Linked DNA regions of Mus musculus: region 2 is linked to region 1. Evidence: chromatin contacts called from public HiChIP or PLAC-seq data. All regions are on one chromosome and are shown on one strand. The core of a region is the stretch at or near the end of the contact, and the rest is flanking DNA. Distances in the headings are between cores, read along the strand shown. Region 1 overlaps Mrpl14 (mitochondrial ribosomal protein L14). Region 2 has its middle 22 kb from the start of Vegfa.

The links. HiChIP or PLAC-seq counts read pairs in DNA pulled down with a chosen protein or histone mark.
Region 2: a contact with region 1 is called in an H3K27ac HiChIP or PLAC-seq map of hepatocytes, with 4 times the contacts expected there. The contact joins two enhancer-like sites. A contact is called at or near these places in 3 of 39 promoter capture datasets (cranial neural crest, hippocampal neurons and neural stem cells), 2 of 484 Hi-C or Micro-C datasets (bone marrow-derived macrophages and liver), 18 of 115 datasets of contacts at active chromatin or transcription factors (bone marrow-derived macrophages, cardiomyocytes, embryonic basal ganglia and 11 more) and 4 of 9 other capture datasets (adipose tissue, embryonic stem cells, liver and 1 more).

Annotation. Positions count from the first base shown.
Region 1 is chr17:45,690,199-45,695,988 of GRCm38.p6, reverse strand. Mrpl14 (mitochondrial ribosomal protein L14) reads right to left here. Exons shown (of 3, transcript NM_026732.3): 2 at 417-507. The coding sequence starts at 487. Among named protein-coding and RNA genes, the nearest start is that of Mrpl14, 6.7 kb to the right of the region's middle. Within about 2 kb of position 3,663, at least 34 of the 459 cell types and tissues checked have an H3K27ac peak or open chromatin away from gene starts, as enhancers often do. A contact at or near this core is called in hepatocytes and liver, where this site is marked.
Region 2 is chr17:46,050,931-46,057,166 of GRCm38.p6, reverse strand. No RefSeq gene overlaps it. Among named protein-coding and RNA genes, the nearest start is that of Vegfa, 22 kb to the right of the region's middle. Within about 2 kb of position 3,701, at least 9 of the 459 cell types and tissues checked have an H3K27ac peak or open chromatin away from gene starts, as enhancers often do. A contact at or near this core is called in hepatocytes and liver, where this site is marked.

The DNA.
Region 1 (5,790 bases), core at 2,414-4,913:
AGTTTGGCACCAAGCCCAAAAACCTGAGCCTTATCACACTGTGGCGAGAACCAACTTCTGCAAGTTGTCCTCTGACTTCCATGTGTGTACCAGGACACATGCATGCCCAAACACACACACACACACACACACACACACACACACGCACGCACGCACGCACGCACGCACACACACACACACACACACACAGCAGTAGTGACAGGCTCCGAGCAGCTCTCTAAGGAACTGGCAGGGACTGGAAACGAACAGCTTCCACACAGGCCACTCTCTCCTCCCATCTGCCCGAATCCATTCCCCATGCTAACCCCACCAGCTCTCTGAGTTCCCTCTTCCATCCTAGTCACCACAGGATCCGGCCAGAGAGGCAGGCTTACCGGGGGACACTTCTTAAGAACAAGATGTTACTTATTACTTACCTGAAGCAGCGCTGGCTGAATGCTCTGCTGACATGGGCAAAAGAGCCCCAAAGCCCAGTAAGGGCGGCCATGGGATCCCAAGACGGCAAACCTGCAGGAAAGGGGACAGAGGCTGTTTTCTCTGGGGGCCTGTGTGGGAGAAGACACTGTAGCACAGGCTCATTAGTCACTAACTCGGAATCTTGGTGTTTGAAAGATACACGGATGATTAGACAGAACTCCAGCTCCCAGTTCTGCTGAGTCACACTCCCCGCAGGTCAGCTGCAACAGACCAGCATAGAGAACGCCCACCGCCCTCACCTTCCCCAGGCAGCAGAAAACACGGGGCCATCAGCATAACCAAGTTAGCCACAACTTCCCGAGAGGGCCACAAAATTGAATGCCATTTCCCTTCTTGACCCCGGCGCCTTCTGAAAGTGTACCAGTTCAGCACCCAGGAAGAAAGCAGATTAGCCAAGCCTGGAGGCACAGGTCTGTAATCCCAACTATTCTGAGTTGGAGGATCCACATTCCACACCTGGCCGGACTAGAGAGTGAGCTCATGTATTAAAAACTATTAAACCGCCGGGGCGGTGGTGGTGCAGGCCTTTAATCCTAGCACCAGGGAGCCAGAGGCAGGCGAATCTCTGAGTTTGAGGCCAGCCTGGTCTACAGAGTGAGTTTCAGGACAGCCAGGGCTACACAGAGAAACCCTGTCTCAAAAAAAAAAAAAAAAAAAAAAAAACTATTAAACCAGCGATGGTGGCCCATACCCGGAATCCTAGCTTGTAAAAGGCCGAAGCTGGAGAGTGAAGAGCTCAAGACCCGGTGAGTTCCAGGCCAGCCTGGGCTACATGAGACCCTGACTCAAAGAAATTAGTAAAGACAAAACAGAACATGGAGCTGGAGAGATGGCTCAGTGGTAAGGGCACTAGCTGTCCTTGCAGAGGACCTTCTGGCCTCCTTGGCACCAGGTACATATGTAGGTAAACACTAGTGTGCATAAAACAAAAATCATTTCTTAAAGGGTTGGGAATATAGCTCAGTGGTAGGGTGCTAGCACACACCCTGGGTTCAGCCCCTAGTGCTGAAGTGGGGTGAAAATGTTGCCGATCTGAGCTGCTTCCTAAGCTGCCTGTCACGTATCACCCTTCCCCCAAATACGAATGCCAGGACACCTGTAGAGCCCAAGGTCGGCAAAGTAGGGCCAAAGCCACCCTTGCCAAGGCACTGACCAAAGTCTATATTTGGGTGAGTCTCCCCCACAGCATGGAAAAACATCCACAGACAGGAAAGACAGCTATAGCATCTACGAGTCAGGAGTCCAGCTCAAGGAACTTGGCTCTGTTGCTTTCTAGCACAAGCTTACACTATACACACACACACACACACACACACACACACACACGCACGCGCTGAAAGGTCCTGCAGGGCATGAAGCATGGTGAGGGATACCACCCAGGCGGGGATCCCAGCTGCCAGCAGGCCAGCTCTTCCATCCAGGCGCCTAGCTGCAGTGGGCACCACTGGAGAGCCCTGCAGAGCCATGTCTGTGCACTGGAGTATTTGCACACAGCTTTGCTTAGTGAGGCTTCAAGGCGCCACAGATAAGACTATTTAATAAAGGTGGCGGGAGAATTCACCACTCACTTCCATATGGGAACATTCCACAAACGCCAGTCACTTGGTGCCTCCGCACATCCCAGCACCTCAGTGTTCTCCTCGGAACACCCGTGAAGTGCTGTGCTACTCTACAATCAGAAAACAACCCGACGAATACAGCAGCCAACCCGGGCAATCGGAGCGCTGGACAGATGAGCCCAGCTTGACTAAGGACCTGTGCAAGTCCTCTAGCTGTGATCGCAGGCATGAGCGACGCAGAGGACGCAGCCCAGGCTGCTCACCCACTGCATACCTATCAGCTCTCTTCTTCCCTTCTCATTTCATAGAAGAGGAAACTGAGGTACAGAGACTTTTAGTGATCTCCATAGAGCCCCACAATGAGCCTTAGGACCTCTGCACCCCCAGGCTTTGAATTGTCGGGTCTCTCTGCTTTTTGAACCTTTGCTGAGGCAGTTATATCACGCCACATACTAGGCTAAATGCTGTGCACTGGCATCTCATTTAACTCACAAACACTACTGTGCAGTGCATACCATTACTGACCTCTCCCCCCCCCCCACAGCCACCAGAGGATAAGTTGACCAAGGTGACACAGGGGTGGGTGACAATTTGAACCACAGTAACCGGCTTCCTGAACCGTCGCCACACTTACTCAAGCGAAAGTAAACATGGCAGCCGTAAATATTATTTCTCTACAACTCTTAACAAACTCTAGTTCCATCAAGAACACTGACATTTTCCAGGTGTGGCACACGACCCCAGTACTCAGGAAGCCCAGGCAGAGTTTGAGGCCGGCCTGGTGTACATATCAAGTTCCAGGACAGCCAAGAGACCACAGATAGACCTCAAAAACCAAAACAACACTGACATTACAAGTTCACTTGGATCATAGGCGCCTCACTGCCTGCTGAAGGGCTTGAAATACCAGGTGAGGAGGCCCCCTTTCAGTCTGACCTAAGGCTCAGCTGTGTACTGTGCTGGGAATCCACCCAGTACCTTGACTGTGTCTGGAGAGCACTCAGCGACTTCCCAGCCCCCATCTAGGATCTAAAGATAATCTGTGGTACAGGGAGCAAAAGGACTCATGCTCTATGTAGAACTAAAAGAGGGTACAACCCACCACATCTCTGATGGGCAGCCAGGTTGTGCCTCAAACCCCAACCAAGCGGTGCCCTCCAATGCCAGCAAGCCCTCAGGCCCACTCCCAGACGAAAGCGACTCCCTGGCAATTCAAGATGAATCGAACGTAGGCCACATTATTGATCCTGGGGTCACAGGAACTTCACCTCTGCACTGGGCTCTTAGACTCCTTGCAACTTACTACCCCAAATTCAGAAACGTAGGACACCTCAAATGGCCAAGGTACTAGAAAGGCAGAACTTTGTGCCCACTCTTGAGCACAGGGGCCATTCCTACAGAGAAGTCTTCAACTTTTTGTGTGTGACAGGGTTTCTCTATGTAGCCCTGGCTATCCTAGAACTCACAGAGATCAGGCCGGCCTGTCTCTGCCTCCGAGCACTGGGATTAAAGGTGTGTGTCACCACTGCTCAGCTTCAAGTTTCTAAGGAAAAAAGTCCATGATCACTTTCAGTTTCTAAGGTATCTGGTACTGAGTGTGACCTCTGACCTCAACCGCAGCAGACTTAGCAGTGAAGAGACAACAGTATGCACTGCTGTGACCTGAAGGCACAGTCGCAGACACTCTCCTGCTTCTCCCACACTGGGAAAATAGCTCAGGTCCCGAAAAAACAGTAGGAGAGCAGTAAATAAGTTAGGTGCCCCCACACACACTGATGAGACACAGGGACTTCATAGGGAACCAACCCCTCTAAGGGTCCCCTGGAGCCAAGATGGTGCTAGTGCTTTGTCTGTAAGGCCCTGGAAGTATGACCCAGTGTAGTGTGAACACTTCCCATCACTAAATAACCGCTTCGGATGGGGAGGGGTGTGCTATGGGACAGCAAGGGACGTCAGAGAAACTCTTAACAGGCCTTTGTGTTCTCTGCTAGCAAGAGTTCATCCTGTAGACAGGCTCTGAGGCTTGGAATACTCTGGCACACAGAATGCTGTCTCTCTAAGCCTTGTTTGCCCAGATGGTCCTCACTATTTCTTCTATGACAGTCATTTAGACAGAGCCAGGTTACTGGGAAGATTCCAGTGCGGAGGTGGCCTTTCCTGTGACTTCCTGGTCAACTCGGAGTATTCTCTTCCCATTTCAGAGTGTGACTCAAAGGGCAGGGTAGAGATGACCTCATCCATGAGAAGCATGCCCCTTTCCCATCTTGGTTAAATTCCATTATGCAGCAGAAACACAGGGATTTCACAGTGCGAGGTGTGCACTAGGCTCATCCATACCTATCCCACTGGGATGCACGCTCCATGGGGCAGAGACCACTACCTGCCCTGCTTTGTTAGTGCTCTAGGGTAGAGAGCAGCTATTGACACATGGCTACAGCTAAGGGACTGTCAAACAGAGCCCAGAGTGTCCATGTGTGTTTGTCTTGACTTCTTTCTCTCTCGTTTGTTTTTTTTCAAGACAGGGTTTCTCTGTGTAGCCTTGACTGTCCAGGAACCTGCTCTGTAGACAAGGCTGGCCTCGAACTCAGAGATCCCCCTGCTTCTGTCTCCTGAGTGTTGGTATTAAAGGCGTGAACCACCATGCCTGGCTTGACATTTTCATGCATCTCTAAGACATCTCTGATGTCTTAGAGAAGTAGTTTTCAACCTATGGGTCATGACCTCTCTGGGGCCAAACAATTTTTTTCATAGGGTTGCCTAAGACCATGAGAAGACACAGATATTTACATTACAATTCATAACAGTAGCAAAACTACAGTTATGAAGTAGCAATAAAAATAATTTTATGGTTGGGGGGGATCACCACAATATGAGGGTCACAGCATTAGGAAAGTTGAGAACCACTACTTTAGAGGGTTCTTTTTTGTTAGGTCCAGTGGATTTTTGCTACTTTTCATACCTACGGCTAGAAGAACAATCAAGGAAGCACCTATGCTTGCTATGCTTTGGGAGGGGGCGGGGGGAGAGCACCGTTACCTGAGGATATTTATTTATTTATTATTGTGTGTACGTCATGTAGAGGGCAACTGTGGAGTCAGAGCTCTCCTTCCACCTTTACTGGTTCTGGGGAGCAGACTCAGGTTCTCACACTTGTGTGTAAGAATGTTGCTAAGACTGTTGCTGCCTAGCTGAGCCATCTTTTGCAGGTATCACTCGGGTTTTGAATTTCAGTTACAAAGTAACCAGCAAAGTGTCTCGCTACACAATTCAGCAGTACAAGGAGCATCAAAGACCTATACATTGTTTCCAAGCCAGGTCGGCTGGGCACACACCGTCTACGCCCGCACTCTGGAGCAAGGATGCAGAGGAGAGTCACCTTTAGCCTGGGAATTCTAAACCAGCTTCATCTTACAGAGTGAGACTCTGTCTCCAAAATCAAACAAATACATCAAATTAACAGCAAAAAGCAAAGGCCTGGCCACTTTGAAGACCACCATCCTCCCACATGAACCCTTCCCTTCATTTTGACCCAACAAATACGCCTATTGGTTGCTTAAACACTTGTTATTGTTCCCCCCTCCCTCATTCTCTTTCAGTTTATTTTGTGTATATAGTTTAATCTCACACAACATGTTGCAATTCTCAAAGTATCCTCGCCAGAGCACTGTCTTTGATGATTTCATTCCTTTGGAGCCATTGGAAACAGAAAAACAAAGACCAGGCACTTGCCTGAAGGAGGCTGGCCCAGCCAGGA
Region 2 (6,236 bases), core at 2,452-4,951, 360 kb before region 1:
GGCAGGAAGGACCAAGGCAGCATGGGCTGAAGTGCATCTCCCTACCCAGGTCTAAAGAAAGCTTCCTTTCCTAGTCCTTGAACCCTAGTCTTGGACCTTGTTAAGGAAGACACTAATCCTAAAGGATAAGGAAGGACTCGCATCCCCTAAATAAAGAGGCCCCACCCCCAGGTCAGGCTAGGAGGGACAAGGCATTATCTCTCTGAGTTTAGGCATCTGTTGTAGTGGTCGGCGAACGTTTATGAGCCCCTCAGATTCCAGGACAAATGTATAGGAAGTAGAAGACAGGCCTTTAACTGGATGAATGAGTCCTGGGAAAAGAGGGCAAAGAGAAGGAGGTGGTGGCAATCTCTGACCAAGTAGGAGAGTCCCTGGCACAAGCCACTTCTCCCTTCCTCTTACCCCCTTGCCCCTGGAGATCCCCTGCCTCCTGGTGGGGCCCAGAGGGCAGGTTCAGGGAACTGCTCAGCCCGGGGTGGGTCACATAGGGCTTCAGAGATCGGCTTCCTTAGCTTTACACTGGGGCTGGCATTTTAAGCCTTTGCCCTGCCTGGGCCAGCCGGAGGGCAGAGGGCAAGGCCAATGGGGGCATGTTTTGGCAGGTAAACACAGCCTAAGTTGGAAGAGGCTAGGCCGGCATTTGTGCTGGGTTTACAATTGGCTCCTAGTTAGCCCGGATGGCTGGTCGCCGAGTGACTGAAGCCAGCCAGCATGTTTCCATTGGCCTGAGGTTCCTGGAGAGGAGTGGGGCAATCCTCCCCTTCCCTTTCACCTCTATTCCCCCTGGGGGCTGCAGGGAATGGCTTCTCCCTGGGTTCTTCCTTCTCTAACGAGAAGGGCTTCAGTGGAGGCTCACAGTTTCCTTTGCTTCCATCAGCCCGGGTTTGGGGCTGGCTGTGCTAGGCTTGGGCTGTGGCAGAGCTCTGGGGAGGAAAGGGCCTCTTCCCCAGAAAACTCTCAGATTGATGGATGACACATGCTCTACACCCCGGTGCCCCCACAAACTTGAAATCCACAATACAGGTTCCATGTGTCACCCACTGTCAGTTGAAAAAGCATAGTTAGTTTGCCTAGATGGTATATTTTATCCAAACCAGATGCAGGCTGCCTAACTAAACTATGACACAGTGCCTTCTTGTTACTGGTTGCAAGGGACATCCTGATTTCAGAGATGTGGGAGAATGTGAAAAATGTGTGTCAGAGAATCGAACTAAAGTTAAAAACATTTTCATCAGCGTCTCTCTTGTACACATTCCTCCCTCCCTGCAGCCAATGCTGTTTACTTAGAACACTTGACGTTATTAGACGTGCAGAGCCAGCAATGCGGTTCCTGGTACATGAGGAACTTGGTTCATTGAATGTCAACTCTTAAGCAAAATTATTTACGCATATACATCTGTGTTTGTGTCCGCATATGCATACATGCATGTGAGTGCTCTTGAAGACTGGAGCTGTCGCACTGCCTGACATAGGGAATGGGAACCAAGCTCTGGCCCTCGGGAAGAGCAGCACGTGCTCTTAATTGCTGAGCCTCCCCTTCGCGTATGGATTCATGGCTACCACAGTTTTTGGTACATAGATTTCATATGCACATGAAAGTCTGTTGGTGTGTTACTTGTTTTGTTTTTGTTGTTGTTGTTTTGTTTTTGAGACAGGGTTTCTCTGTGTTGCCCTGGCTGTCCTGGAACTCACTTTGTAGACCAGGCTGGCCTCGAACTTAGAAATCTGCCTGCCTCTGCCTCCCAAGTGCTTGGATTAAAGGCATGCGCCACCATGCCACCATGCCCGGCATGTTTTTTGTTTTTTGTTTTTTTTTTTTAAATCATCAACCTGACACAAACCGGAATAGCATAGGAAGAGGAAATTTCAGGTGAAGAATTACTTCCATTGGATCGGCTGTGCTTGTGTGTGTGTGTGTGTGTGTGTGTGTGTGTGAGAGAGAGAGAGAGAGAGAGAGAGAGAGAGGCTGTCTTACCTGTTTTACTTTTTATTGTTTGTTAGAGGCAGGGTCTCTTCATATATACATAGTCCTGTCCAGGAACTCAATCTGTAGATCAGGCTGGCCTCGAACTCAAGAGACCTGCCTGCCTCTGCTTCCCCAGTGCTGGGCTTAACAGTGTGCTCCACCACACCTGGCTGACACTGTCGTGTGTTTCCTCTATGGTTTCTGCTTCAGCCTCCAGCCTCCGCTCCTGGCCTCCCTGGAAGCGGAAATGGGTTTTCCTCCTCAGATTGCTTTTGGTCAAGGTGTCCATGCACAGCAAGAGAGAGCACACAGAGACTGAGCCAGTTGTGAGTTGAGTCTTGCATCGTTCTGAGATCTTTGAGAACTTGAAGGGTTGGAGGTAGAGGGGTCAGGCAAGGACGGGAGACAGCTTGGAAACTCCAAAATGTACGTAAAACCTGTGGACCTTTGGAGATGCTAGGAGGGGGTGTGTAGAAAGGCAGGTTTTGGCCTCAGTTGCTAGTTAATTAACCAGCGTTCACCTACACCTGTCAAATCACTGCCTCTGAGTCCCCGCCTTCAGTGCCCCAGGTCAGGCTGGCCTTTCCTGTGAAGAGCACCCAGGCTTGGCTGTTCGAGATGGAATGTCAGAGAGACATTGGTCCTGGCTGAGAGACAGGGCCTTTTTTCTGTGGATCAGCTTGAACAGTAGGTGGCCGTCCCTCCTTGCTCGTTGCTTAGACCCCTCTCCTTTGCTGATCATCCCGACACACTATTGGAGAGCCAGGCTCTATGGTGGGCCACTGGGGTAGCCCTGCCCTTAGATCTTTCTTACCTACACCAGCAGGGAACAAAAAAAAAAAAAAGGCCTAGAATTTATGCCTCATTATCCAGAGTACATAGGATATAACATTCTCTCTCTCTCTCTCTCTCTCTCTCTCTCTCTCTCTCTCTCTCTCTCCTCTCATATACTAGGGATTACATATTGGGCCTTACTTATGCTAGACAAATGCTCTACCACGGAGTTACAACCTCAGCCCCCTTTTTAAAAATATGCTTTTTATTTTGAGATAGGGTCTAAGTCATCTAGACTGACCTTGAATTTGCTCTATAGCTCAGGCAAGCCTTGAACTTTTGATCTTCCTGCCTTAGCCTCCTGAGTACCTGAGTTGACAGGCCTGTGTCACCAGGTCTGGCCTGGGCTTCTCTCTTGCCTGTGATCCATACTTCCCTGGTCAGACCCTAGCTTTGGAAGGATAACTCACTTGTCTCTAAGGATACTGTGTCAGGTCTGTAGTTCCTAACCTGTACTACATGCTATTGAGGAGCCAGATGCTGTGATGGACCATGGAGTGGCCCTGCCCTAAGGGCTCTTTCAGTTGGCTGTGCTAAATGTCCTTAGCATCTTCCTTTTGCTTCAGCTGCAGCCTCTCTAGCGGGAACAGACTGTGATACCCCCTGAAGGACTTGTGCTGTGTGGTAAACTCATAGTGAGGGCCTTGCTCCTCCAACCCCAGACTTACAACACTGGCTAACCTTGTGCCCCTCCACGCACATACCAGGCAGACTTATGCCTGTTTATTGTTCAACTGCAGACCCCAGGGGCCCAGGGCTCTCCAACACCCAGAACTGAATTGTCCCGTCCCTGGCTTTCCAAGAACAGGCTCCATCAAACACACACAGTTGTGAAACCACCCTGCTGGGCTCTCCAAGGGAGGAGGCCATTTGTGGGCTGAGTGGGCTGCCAAGGGTCAGGCCCTGGACCTGGGTGTGCAGGGAGTCAGAGCTCCGGGCAGTCACCGCCCTGTGACCTGGGGGTGGGGAGTCAGGCTGTCTTCTTGCTCTCCCGTTTCTTTCCTTCACTCTTAACTTTCTTCTCTAGAGAGAAACAGACCACAGAGCTACAGATAGAAAAGGCTCTGGGGTCGGTGTCCCAGTGCAGATGAGAATGTTGGTCTCTTGATGGATGGCATTAGGTCAAGTTTGGGAGCCTGCTGATCACAGACCCTGTTCAGTCACACAGGTTACTCAAGGCCTCACACTGCTGGTTGAGGAGGAGGTCTTTGGACTGAGCAGCACAGGCCTTCTGTGGCTGCTGTCACTTTGGACAGCAACATGGTCACCAGGAAGAAACAGGACCCTCTCCTCCCTGTTCATGGCTTATCCATTCTCTAGGCAGGCCTTGCCTTGGGGTTTTGACCTTGGCCTGTCCACAGGTCTTGTCTTCTTTGCTCAGCCTTGGGCCTTCAGAATAGCCCCATGCCTCCGACCATCAGCCCTGCTTTGGGACGGCTTCCCTTACCTAGTTCAGACACTCCCATCCACTGCCTTTGTCCACCCTTTCAGGACCACTAGGGGCTTTGTTGTAGACGGTGAGTTCTAGCTGCTTTATGTGTCCCCCTCAGTGAGAGAGCAGCCTCCTCCCCTTTCTAGGTGGTGTCCCCCAGCAGATGAGGAGCACCTTGAAGAGAGGGAAGGCTCTCTTGTCAGAATAGGCTGCTTTGGGATTGCACATCTTTCTTGAGGCTTCCCTCTGCACAGTGGAGGTACCCCAAACATTGCACTACAGAGGTGTACCCCACACAGGTGTATGTGTAGATTCTCAGTCAGGGTTTGGTCCTGATTGCCCCAGCTTTCTAGTTCTCTCCTGGTCAGTGACACCAGGTTTTCTGAGTGAGGTGGTTGGGGGAGAGGGAACTAGGGATGAGGGAGGGAGATTGGAATGGCAGGAAGTAGTGTGATACCTCACTAGGAGTCCAAGCAAGGTCTTGAAGGCCAGGCCCCCATGCCCCGCCTCCTTGAGCATCCTCTTGGATATGAGGGGGGTCTGTGTGGGGAAAGCAGCCTCTGAGCTGAGACTAGACACTGTGGTGAGGCTGGTCACTCAGGCAGGGTGTGTGACATTTGGTCCTGCCTGGGGGAGGGGAGGGAGTGTCAGGAATATCCTGACTCAGCAGTTTCCCCCTCCCAACTCAGATGGGAAGTGGGGGAGGCTGACTTCTGAGAAGATGCAGATGGCAATACCACTCCCCAACCCCTCCCCCACCCCAGCCGTGCCCCCCCCCCGGGTTGTTTGGGGGAGGAGAGCTGGGGCACAGACAGCATTTTGGAAGCACTGAAGGCTCTCCAAAGATACTGGGGAGGCAGGGGAGTGAATGGTAGAGGGGGACACAAAGGAGTTGTTAGACACGTTAGACATGGTCAAAACCGAACATCAGTAACAAGGGAAGGGGCATCTGTCAAAGAAGAGGATTGCTCCTTTGTGAGAGTGCTGGGGACAGTGAGAGGATCTTTCATTTTGCCAGGGGGGATGGCCATGTTTGGGGAAGAAGGGGTTTAGAAAGGCAAGAGTCCCCGCACTTTTCTGGGACTCTGTTCCAGGCTTCATTAAGGCAGGGACAGCTTATAACATCTCTTAGTTGCCTGACAGCTTCTCCACAGGGCTGGGCACACACAGGCACTCTGCGTGAGCTGAAGTTTGAGAATGGGTAAATTATTTTTAAGAGCAGTCTTGTCATATCAGGTACCCCCACATTAAGCTCAGAGTCATAATCTCAACTATTTATTGCACAGCATACCTTCCAAGACTTGATAGGTATAGGCTTACGTAAGACTGACTTACATAAACTCAGCCCTGACTCAGGCTTGCCAGCAGCCCTGGCGAGTAGTGAGCGGGCACACACACGTGTCAGACTATGCTCCAGAGTAACCCTTGTCCACAGGCAGGGAGAGCTGATGACACCCTCGTTAGGCAAGTCTTCAAACTTTCCCCTCTTGACATAGCTGCCAGGCAGATACCTGCTTCATTTATCCTCTGATGCAAAAATGAGTCTAATTTATGTAAAAAATGGATGTACAGAAGACTTGCCAGGACTGAATACTCACGAGACCGTGAGTGTGTATATGCGTGTGTGTATGACAGATAGGCAACCATTGGCTGTGTTCAGGTTGAAATCCCCCCTCTTCTTCTGTGTACACACCCATGAATGCGGAGATCTGAGGACTGTGCCGATTGCTTTTCACCTTAGCTCTGAGCTAGGGTCACACCATGGGATCTGCTAGGATCACTCGCGGGATCTGGAGTTCCCTGTCTCGGATAGACGGACCTGGCCGGTTAGCTCTCAGAATCTTCCTCTCTCTGTCCGAATCCTCGGGGCTGGCATCACAGTCACGTGTCAGGGCAACCAGCTTTTCCATGGGTTCTGTGAATTGGACACAGGTCCTTATGCATTCGTGGTAAGCACTTTATGGATTGAGCAACCTTCCCAACCCTCTTTTCTTTTGGAGACAC